Linked DNA regions of Mus musculus: region 2 is linked to region 1. A link is a contact called in public HiChIP or PLAC-seq data. All regions are on one chromosome and are shown on one strand. The core of a region is the stretch at or near the end of the contact, and the rest is flanking DNA. Distances in the headings are between cores, read along the strand shown. Region 1 overlaps Ptprn2 (protein tyrosine phosphatase, receptor type, N polypeptide 2). Region 2 overlaps Ptprn2 (protein tyrosine phosphatase, receptor type, N polypeptide 2).

The links. HiChIP or PLAC-seq counts read pairs in DNA pulled down with a chosen protein or histone mark.
Region 2: a contact with region 1 is called in an H3K27ac HiChIP or PLAC-seq map of embryonic brain, with 8 times the contacts expected there. The contact joins two enhancer-like sites. A contact is called at or near these places in 7 of 484 Hi-C or Micro-C datasets (the AtT-20 cell line, embryonic stem cells, nephron progenitors and 1 more), 10 of 115 datasets of contacts at active chromatin or transcription factors (astrocytes, craniofacial prominence, embryonic basal ganglia and 6 more) and 1 of 9 other capture datasets (embryonic stem cells).

What each region holds. Positions count from the first base shown.
Region 1 is chr12:117,045,047-117,049,908 of GRCm38.p6, reverse strand. All of the region lies in intron 12 of Ptprn2 (protein tyrosine phosphatase, receptor type, N polypeptide 2), which reads right to left. Among named protein-coding and RNA genes, the nearest start is that of Gm10421, 100 kb to the left of the region's middle. Within about 2 kb of position 2,083, at least 51 of the 459 cell types and tissues checked have an H3K27ac peak or open chromatin away from gene starts, as enhancers often do. A contact at or near this core is called in embryonic forebrain, where this site is marked.
Region 2 is chr12:117,170,297-117,175,078 of GRCm38.p6, reverse strand. The region is part of intron 13 of Ptprn2 (protein tyrosine phosphatase, receptor type, N polypeptide 2); the gene reads right to left. Among named protein-coding and RNA genes, the nearest start is that of Gm10421, 21 kb to the right of the region's middle. Within about 2 kb of position 1,993, at least 48 of the 459 cell types and tissues checked have an H3K27ac peak or open chromatin away from gene starts, as enhancers often do. A contact at or near this core is called in embryonic forebrain, where this site is marked.

The sequences.
Region 1 (4,862 bases), core at 834-3,333:
TTGCAAAGGGTTCTTTAACAAGGGTGCGTTTTATCATTCCCTTAATGAGGCTGTTTTGGGTTCCCGCCTCCTGCGGGGTGGTAGTTAATGCTTAATAAGCACATGCACTATTTAAATAATAAAAAGAATATCAGCCGAGAATCTAAATTATCCCCTAACTTCTCAAAATAATCATAACATGCATTTGAAAATTCACAAATACAGCTCATGAATAAAAATGTGCTTTCATGTTTTGATACTAATGTATACTAACAGGAAGCCCCTGATGCCCAGTCTGTGGACGTCCATCCCTTGATTTCCTGGCCATAACAGCGACCCTGCTGTTGATGGGCCTTCCCAGGGACTCTCTGTACTGTAGCCAGGCAGGCCTCTTTTCTGAGAGAAGGTGGGTTGGCATCCATGGAAGGCTGAATGGGAGAGGAGTTGGCTGCTGGTGGTGTAAGGTAGGGATGGTGCAGAACCCCTGGAGTATCTATCCCCTAGGGTTCCCAGGATTTCATGGTGCACATCAATTTCAGGGTTGGTGTCTACCACCTCCAAACTGCCTTCAGGTAGGGGTCTTGAGGGTCTTAAGGGTACAAGCCAGCAAACCACGTGTCTTGTCTAGACAGCCTCTCAGGAAACAACATTCCTCTGACGCTCTGGCTCTTATCTCTCCCCCTCAAAACCTTAGTGCACTTTAGTGTAAAACTAGACAAAAGTTTCTCTTGTGGAAATCCTGGCAGATCTCCTGCCCCCTCCTTGACTGTAGACCTAAGTTCTGTCTATGGTGAGGGAAGCTGTCTAGGCCAAATTATGTTCAAAACTGTCTCTTGGAGCCAATAGACTTAGAACCAATCAGCTTATAATGGCACTTGCTATCGAAGTCACAGACAATAGTCCAAGGAAAGCGATCTGTACTCAGAAGTTATTCCATAAGATAGTTCTATAGTTGTGATTTAAACTTTGCTCAGTTACACACTCTTGCTGACAGGGAGTTAAAATCTGTATATTTCTCCTGAACACAATTGTGATGTACTAAGTATTAAGCACCCATGATTTTAAGTCTTTTTTGTTTGTTTGTTTGTTTTTTGTGTTTTGTTTTTGGTTTTTTGAGACAGGGTTTCTCTGTAGCCCTGGCTGTCCTGGAACTCACTTTGTAGACCAGGCTGGCCTCAAACTCAGAAATCCACCTGCCTCTGCCTCCCAAGTACTGGGATTAAAGGGGTGCACCACCATGCCCGGCTAGCACCCATGATTTTAAAGAGGACAACATTCATGCTGAGATTAATAATGCTCCCAAGATTAGGCCAAAAAGTTGCAATGTCAAATTATTAATCCAAAACTTTCTAAGTGAAGTATCCTTTCCCTCAAAGTGATTATTTTAAATAAAATTTTTAAAATGTAATAAATTGACCATAAAAACAAACTCTGTGGGAAAGGAGTGTGTGTGTGTGTGTGTGCATGTGTGTTTATGCGTGTGTGTTAAAAACAAATCTCGGATTTTTCAAACTTGTTCCTGCTGTCTCTTTTGCAGCAGCTGTTTCCAGTCTGCTCATCATTACAGGGCCTGAGTTAGGATTAGATTCAGCATATGAAATTCAAGCAAGCTCAAGCCCTTGATGCAAAGGCAGTGTCTCCCTCTAGAAGGGCTATTCCTCCAGCACCAAGGGGGGAGCACCCTCCCAAATCTCCTGTCTTCGTGGGTGACTGCCAGCAGTAGGGACTATGGTAGTCTTTTCTGTGTTTCCTCAAGGTCTGAGTGTGGCTGCCTGCTGATCCTCTGATGAAGATGGCTGTAACTAGGGGGGACTGTGTAGCTGGGACAAAGCATGATCTGGCGGAGGAGTGGGGGAAGGGGCTTAAGTTGATGATTGCAAGGATTTCACACTCCAGCACTTAAACCAAGGTCAGACACAAAGGATACTGTGAATTGAGGTATTTGTGGGTGGAGAGGAAGCCAAACAAAAGCAAACAGCTTCTCTGGATTTAAACCCATTCCCTGTGTTTGCTGGCTTTTCTCCCTGGCCAGGAAATCCTGATCTCAGGCAGCTCTGAGAGCTGCCTTGATGTATAGAGGGCTCTGAAGCCTTGCTTGCTGACATCATCATGCTAATTTGAGTTGTATCTTGTCCCTCATGAATAAATCACTACTCTAGAGCCGAGCTGTGCACTGCCCTCCCACCCCAGGAACTAATTAAGGGTGGTTTTAATATTGTTATTCACAAGATAGTTGCTTTTCATTTACTAACAAGGGTGGGGCAGAAGGTCTTGGGGACAAAGGGGCTCCAGATGCCCCTCTGGCTACCTGAGGATGGGGTAAGGAAAGAGCCAGACTTGCCCTGTGGGTCTGTACCTTCCTCTGAAACCACTCATTAGTATGGACTACTGAGGACTCACAGTTTGGGTGTTTTGGAGGGTGCTGGTACTATGCTGACTTCTACTCCTACCCCACAGCTTGGGATCACAAGCAGGCTGGAAGGCTGCTACAGCCAGGACAGTTACTGCATTAAGAGAAACAGAGCCCATTAGGTAGGACTGGCACAGTTCAACTCTACAAATGTGAACACAGACAGGTGAATGCAACTTGAGGAGCAACGTGTCTGAAACAAATATAATAAACAGATGCTAGGAGGGACCAAGATTAGAACACGGTTTATGCCAGGTAGCCATGCTTCAGGACCACGGCTTTTAATAGAATAAGTCTTTATTACCAGCAATCAAACATGTAAAGCCCCTTCAGGTCACCAGCCCACAGCTTTGCCACATGGCCCTTCTGGGAAAAAAGAACAAGAACAAACTTACGTACAGCATACGTTGGTTCTTGGGTTCTTCCTGGTTCACTAAAAAATTATTATAAATAATAATTAATAAAGATTTTTAAGATATATCAGGTGAGAAACATACTAAATATAGAAAATGAATGGCCTCCATGCTGTTCCTTCTGTTCTTGGCATAAGTGGAAAGACATGGGCAGAGGCCACGTGCCCAAGTGTGAATGTGAGACCAGACTGCTGATCAGTGTACACAAAAACTTACAGCAGCAGCTTGCTCTTCCTGGATCTTACAGCCTAAGAGTGCTGACGGGCAGAGACTTCCGATGGAGATAAGTTAACTCTACATGTATGTAGAGGTTCTGAGTTACATAGTGGTGTTCATACCCCACTCCACCCCAGCTCTTCTATATGTATGCCTGCCCATTCTTCATTCCTTGCTGTCCCTCGGCAGGGTCCAGACACAAGTCGTGCAGCTTGAGGTCATTTGTTGTCTTGAATAGATCTTGTTCTTTATGTCTTTGTTTTGGAAGTTTTTAACACCACACTTCACAGCATTCAGTATTGGAACCTCCTCGCCATTCTCTACAAGGAGAAAGGGTTGAAGCCGTGTATGTTCATACAGCTATGTCACAAAAACTCTATAACTTTGAGCTTCTTCAAATGCTTAGCAGTACTTCCCATCTTCCATATGTTTGCTGCCCAGGGAGAAAATGAGCTGTAGTGTTATCTGTGCTCATAGTCCCTGGTATCCCTGGTTGTTACTTATGGAGTCTGACCAATGAGGACACTGTCCTGAAAGCCTATACCTCATCCATGCTGGGAAGATTGAGAAACGACACAGGGGCCCTGGAGGAACAAGAGATCTTGACCTGCCGAAGAGCCACGTTGCACAGAGTTGGGAGCCATGATATGGTTTTACTGTCTTCTTCAATAGTGCTCTGCTCATGGGGGATGTGAACATGTGGTAAAGGAGAAATGGATTCAGAGACTCCCTCTAGTGCAGGGAACAGGAGATGGAGGAGGGCTGTTAATTCTCTCTCTAATACAGCCTTTCTGAGTGGAAGATCCAGCTGTCACTCAGGCATCTTACCATGTAGCTCTGCTAGAGTCTGCTCTGAAGCATATGGAGAGTTTGTTCCTACCAGTACCAGGAGAGACCCTTGCATGTATGGATCATACCCTGTCCTCTGGGAGGTCTCAGTTTGAGTTTCTCCATATGGGATAATAGTCAGACTTCCTCTGAAGCCCAGGCCAGAGAAGCTGTGACTTTTTCAGGGCAGGATTCGTCTCACATCTGCTAATCAATGTCTCTGTATCTCTTTTGTGCCAGCATCTAAGCTAGATGTCTAAGGGACAAATTGCCTAGCCTGGCTGTCTAAAGAACAGAAATGAAAGCCAAGAGTGTTCTTGGTAAATGTGCATGCCAGGAGCAGAGTCATTGCAGACTCAGGAGAACAGGGATAGATGGTGTACTGGCTAGTTTTGTGTCAACTTGACACAGCTGGAGTTATCACAGAGAAAGGAGCTTCAGTTGAGGAAATGCCTCCATGAGATCCAACTGTAAGGCATTTTCTCAATTAGTGATCAAGGGGGAAAGGCCCCTTGTGGGTGGGACCATCTCTGGGCTGGTAGTCTTGGTTCTATAAGAAAGCAGGCTGAGCAAGCCAGGTGAAGCAAGCCAGTAAAGAACATCCCTCCATGCCTCTGCATCAGCTCCTGCTTCCTGACCTGTTTGAGTTCCTGTCCTGACTTCCTTGGTGATAAACAGCAGTATGGAATTGTAAGCTGAATAAACCCTTTCCTCCCCAACTTGCTTCTTGGTCATGATGTTTGTGCAGGAATAGAAACCCTGACTAAGAAAGATGGGTAGCCACAGAAGACCTTGGTCTTAGTGGCAGGTGCTGGCATAGTATGTTCAAGGCCTGATTTTATCCCTAATATCTTGAAAAGGAAAGATAGCCTCTCCCTGCCCTCAGAGTGAAGAAACTAGATGTCACATGTAAGTGACACTACTGTAGACAGCTCTGCAGAGTCTACATATGCCTAAAGGTGCCATTTCACCATAAGACTTAGTGATAGGCAGCACACTATCCTGCAACATGACCC
Region 2 (4,782 bases), core at 744-3,243, 130 kb before region 1:
TGGGTTGCCCGGTGCTGTTTGTATTCTGATGTTAATTCTTTTTTGAGAGGGAAGATCTCCCCCCCCCCCCCCGACCCCCGAGGAAGGGGAGATCATGTGAACCTTCTCCCCATTCTAGGTGGTCAAATAAAGGCCAGAGCCTGTGATTGGGCAGTGGAAGGAAAAGGTGAGGCTGGAGGTTTTAGAGAGTCAGAGAGGAAGGAGATGGAGGAAGACAGAGGAAGAGGAGGTGGAAGGAAGATGAAGCAGAACCACATGGCCTGGAGAAGCCTCGAGTACGAAGGGATCTCATAGCTGGGGAATAGAGCAGTGTAGTGATAAGTCTGCCCAGCCTAGGCATGCAGCTTGTAAATATTGTAACTGAGTTGTGTGCTTTTTGCACAGGCTTATTGGGGTTGGAGACTTACTGCAACACTGTCTTCTGTTCCCAGGGTGGAGGGCCCACAACGGGGGCTTCAAACGGTACTTGTTTGTAGCACCCAGGTAGGTAGAGTACTTTAAGAGTCCTGGACACACTACACCAGAGAGTAGTGTGAGTCCTTGAAAGAGCCACCTCTTAGAATGGAAGTCAAATCCTGCCAGCAGCAGCCAGCAGCAGCCAGCAGCAGCCAGCAGCAGCCCAAGCTTCCTGAGTGATACGTGAGAGATCACTCGGTTCTCAGTGACCCTGGAAGAAGAGAGCTGGGAATGCCATCTCCTGCCCCACTTCAAAGTACCAAAGACGAAGGCATCTTTTCTGACTTGCAGGCAGCTCAATGCCTGGAGGTGAGGACCTGAAATTTAATCACTCCTCAGGCTCAGCAGCTGCCAAAAGTTACTGACTGACATGTCCCAGAGCTCAACCAACAGTGTGGCTCTCACTGAAACAGTCCTTCTCTTTCAAGGTTTCATCTCTGGTGTTTCCGAGGAACAGGGCATTGAAATCAGGGGATCGGTGTAAGAATGAAAACACGAGGTAGCAATTCAACGAGAATGCTCGCTCTTACATAATCCGCGGCCAAGACAGGTTTCTATAAGAAGTTGCAATGCTTTACTGGAAAGTGGGATCTTCAGATACAGAGCAGGGACACTGAATGTGCCACACCCAGACTCTTCTGGGTGTTTCAGGAGGGTGGGCAACATGGAAGCAATTCCCAGCTGCAGCTATAGGACAGGAAAATAAAACCCCTGCCTCCAAGGTCTGAGCCTCCCCTGCCTCCCCACACAGGAACTTTCAAGTGCTTGGGGTGTGGGTGGGGAAGTAGTGAATCCCAAGGCCACCAAGGTCCCCAGGATCTCAGCAAAGGAAACCAGCCTTCCTCGGACATTCATGACTCAGTTTCAAATCAGACAGTTTGAAATAGCCGAGTCAGTGGGAAATCAATCATTTGTCTTAGGGGGCAGCATGGGCCTGCCTTGGAGAGGCTGGAACCTTCCTAGCATTCTATTTAGTAAAAGGCAATGGGCAATCACCACTGACATCTTCACTAGCAACATCTGTAGCATACTTCTCACATACTCTTCCAGTCTCTGGGAACCATGCACAGTGGTTTGCAGGGGTTGGAAATGGCCTCCCTGCACAGCGGCTCTTTACACATCAATATCTTAGTTCAGTGTATTGACTGCTCTCCATTGATTACCCAAAGGCCCCCTGCCAGGTGCTGCAGTCTGTGCAGATGCGGCCCTGGGGGGGAAACCAAGGCGGGCCTCAGCCCGGTGCTGGAGGCAGGGCAGGTCATACAGGAAGAGTGGCAACTGTGCACGTGTGCACGGCTATAAACGCGGAGGGTGTGAATGGGGGAGGGGGTGAAAACCACAGGACTCAGCCTGGTGTTCAGATGAGGTTAGTCCCCTGGGCCAGAATGGGGTCTGAGCACACAGGGCTGACAGATGGGAATGGTGGGCACTGAGGAGAAGCAGGGCCTCTCCAGGGCGGGGGTCAGAACAAAGGCTCAGAGCAGAAGAGCCCAGGAGTGGCTTGAGGCTGGGAGAAGAGGGGCCTAGGACACAAAAGGTATTCAGGCTTCCATTCTGCTGTTGCTTAATTAAGCCAAAGGGCAGGGCCATGGAGGCTGTGTGTGTGTGTGCTGAAGCAGCTGCTCCGGGGCTCATCAGCCCCTTCCCCCTCTTCCCTCTCCACCCTCTCCACCCTCTCCTCCAATGCAGACCTCAGAAAGCAAAGGAGTGCCTCTCTGTGGCGTGTGGGGGTGTGGGGTGGGGTCAGGTGCCTATGTGCAGGTCCCTGCCTGGGGTTTCATGTCCATAACACTACTGAGGGTCCCCCTGCACCCGAGGGACAGAGTGTGCTCCTCTGTTGGAGGGAAACTTGTGAGTGGGCAGGGCTCCAACTTGTCCAGAGGAGGGGATGAACCAGGAGTCACAGTCTAGAGCACTGCTGGCAGAGCATCTTCCCACTAAGGCACAGCTCTGTTGCACAGATACGCTGAGTCAGCCTGAGGTGTGGAACTGTGACCATGAAGGCAAAGGTAAGGAAACAGAAAGCCCCAGGACAGCCCCATCTCAGGTCTCCAGAAGCATGGCCCATTTCTCTGCCCCTCAGTTTCACTTGGGGAGGGAGGGAGTCACTTAAGGCTTAGCATTTTTATTCTCCATTGAATCTGGGAGAGAAGAAGACAGCCACAAGGGTCTGGGTGGGGTCTGAATAACACAGAGGTCTGCAAAGTAAAAATTATTTCCATCTCAATTAATTTTCTTGATTTACTTACAAAACTTGATTTTATTTTCTCCTGCTTAAATCCTTTCTGTCTCTGTGCAGGGCACTGGGTGTGCTTGCCTAGTGCTTTTTCATGGGGACTATCTATCTGGCTTTGCTCCTGGACATCTGATATATCTGGCTTCAGTATATTTCAGGGCCTATACAAGAGTATTCTGTGGGTGCTTCTTTATGTAACGTCATTTTGCTTCACTGTCTTTGAGGGGAGAAAAAAGGAAAATGACGGCACTCTTTAACTATATTTAAAAGAACAAAACAAAAACAAGAATAACAGGCTTCCAGCTATCCTCAGCAGATTTCTGTTCCCGTATAGTTGGTGCGACAGTCGCCCTACACACAGGTTTTGTGTAAACTTTTCTAACCGATCTGCTATGCTATGTCACAAGTCACATTGTATTCTTCAAACAATGTGTCCTGGAGTTTTAGACAGTCACCTTTACTTACTAGTGTGATTATAATAATTAAGTACCTGTATGTATGGACACATACAACCTTACATCCAGATACTTAATTCTGCTGGTTGTTATACAAGATTTGCTAAAACAAATCTTGTGGGTTCAGAATGTACTTATGTTGGTAGAATATTTATTTATATAGAGTCTTGGTGGGGAGGGAGGTTCTTTCTTTCTTTCTTTATTTGTTTATTTATTTTTGTTCAACTTGAGACACAAGCTAGAGTCTTCCAGGAAGAGAAAATCTCAGCTGAGAAAATGCCTTCCTCGGGTTGGCCCGTAAAAAAGTCTGTAGGTCATTTCTTTGATTTATGATTGATGTGAGACGACCTAGCCTACTGTGTGTGGTGCTGCTATCCCTGGGTCCTGGATCGAAAAGAAAGCCAGCCTGGCAGGAAAAGGAGCAAGCCAGTAACCAGTGCCCCTCCATGGCTTCTGCTTTAGCTGCTGCCTCCAGGTTCCTGCTTGAGTTTCTGCCCTGGCTTCCCTTCATAATAAATTGTGATGTTGAAGTGTAAGCTAAATAAACCTTTTTCCCCCTAAGCTACTTTCGGTTATGCTGTTTTAACACAGCAATAAACTAAGAGTAAACGGAGGCACTGAACACACACAAAGCCCTGGTTTCAATGTCTAGTACGATGTTCCAGTCATTCTGGTGCATACATGAAAGCCAACACATTTGGGAGGCAGAGACAGGAGGAGCAGAGTTCAAGGTGAGCCTGGGCCATGTAACATTGTCTCAAAAGAAAATCTTTAAAGACTGCCTGCTCTTTTGTGTTTGTATAAATGACCCACCCACCACACTCCCATTATGATTGCCAGTAATTTTCCTAAGCAGAAACTGGACACTTAGGGCATCAGAGTATAAGTGAGGAATGAAGGAAAAAAAGAAAGAAGGGAGGAAGGGAGGGAGGGAGGGAGGGAGGGAGGGCCGGCCAGAAAGAGGGAGGGAGGGAGGGAGGGCCGGCCAGAAAGAGGGAGGGAGCAAGGGAGGGAAGGAGGGAGAGAAAGACAGAGGTAGAGACAGAGACACAGAGAGAGACAGAGACAGACAGAGAGAGACAGAGAAAGGCACACACACACAGGGAGAGAGACAGAGAGTCAGAGACAGAGAGACAGACAGAGAGACAGACAGAGAGACAGAGAGGGAACAGAATGAAGATCACTGCTACAGGGTTCTCACTGTGAACAGGCACAGTCGCTCCCAGACCTACACTGAGAGCACCATGTAGCCACCCCTCTGCTTTTCTCAAGCTTCTGCCTTGAGCCCCGAGGAGACTCCTTTTCTCTGGTCTCCTCCTTTCTCCCGGGCCAATCCCAGGCTCTTATTTGCTCCAAGTCCTCATACTCCTCACCTGCTACCCTGAGCTCCTTTGGCATCTTTGGAGTCAATTGTCTCTATCAGGCACACAACACTGGAGTCCTTCACAAACGCTGGTGCCACCTTCATAAGAAACCAAGTTTAGCAAGTCTTGGCTGGCTTGGAATATTCTCCTGTTAGAAGATATAAGTCTTGTGGTCTCGCTCCATGCTTTACAATTCTCAGGCCTTAATGTTCCCTGCGTCTCCTGAGGTGTTCACATCTCAGGATCAGCTCCATGTGCCCAGGGGCTTAGG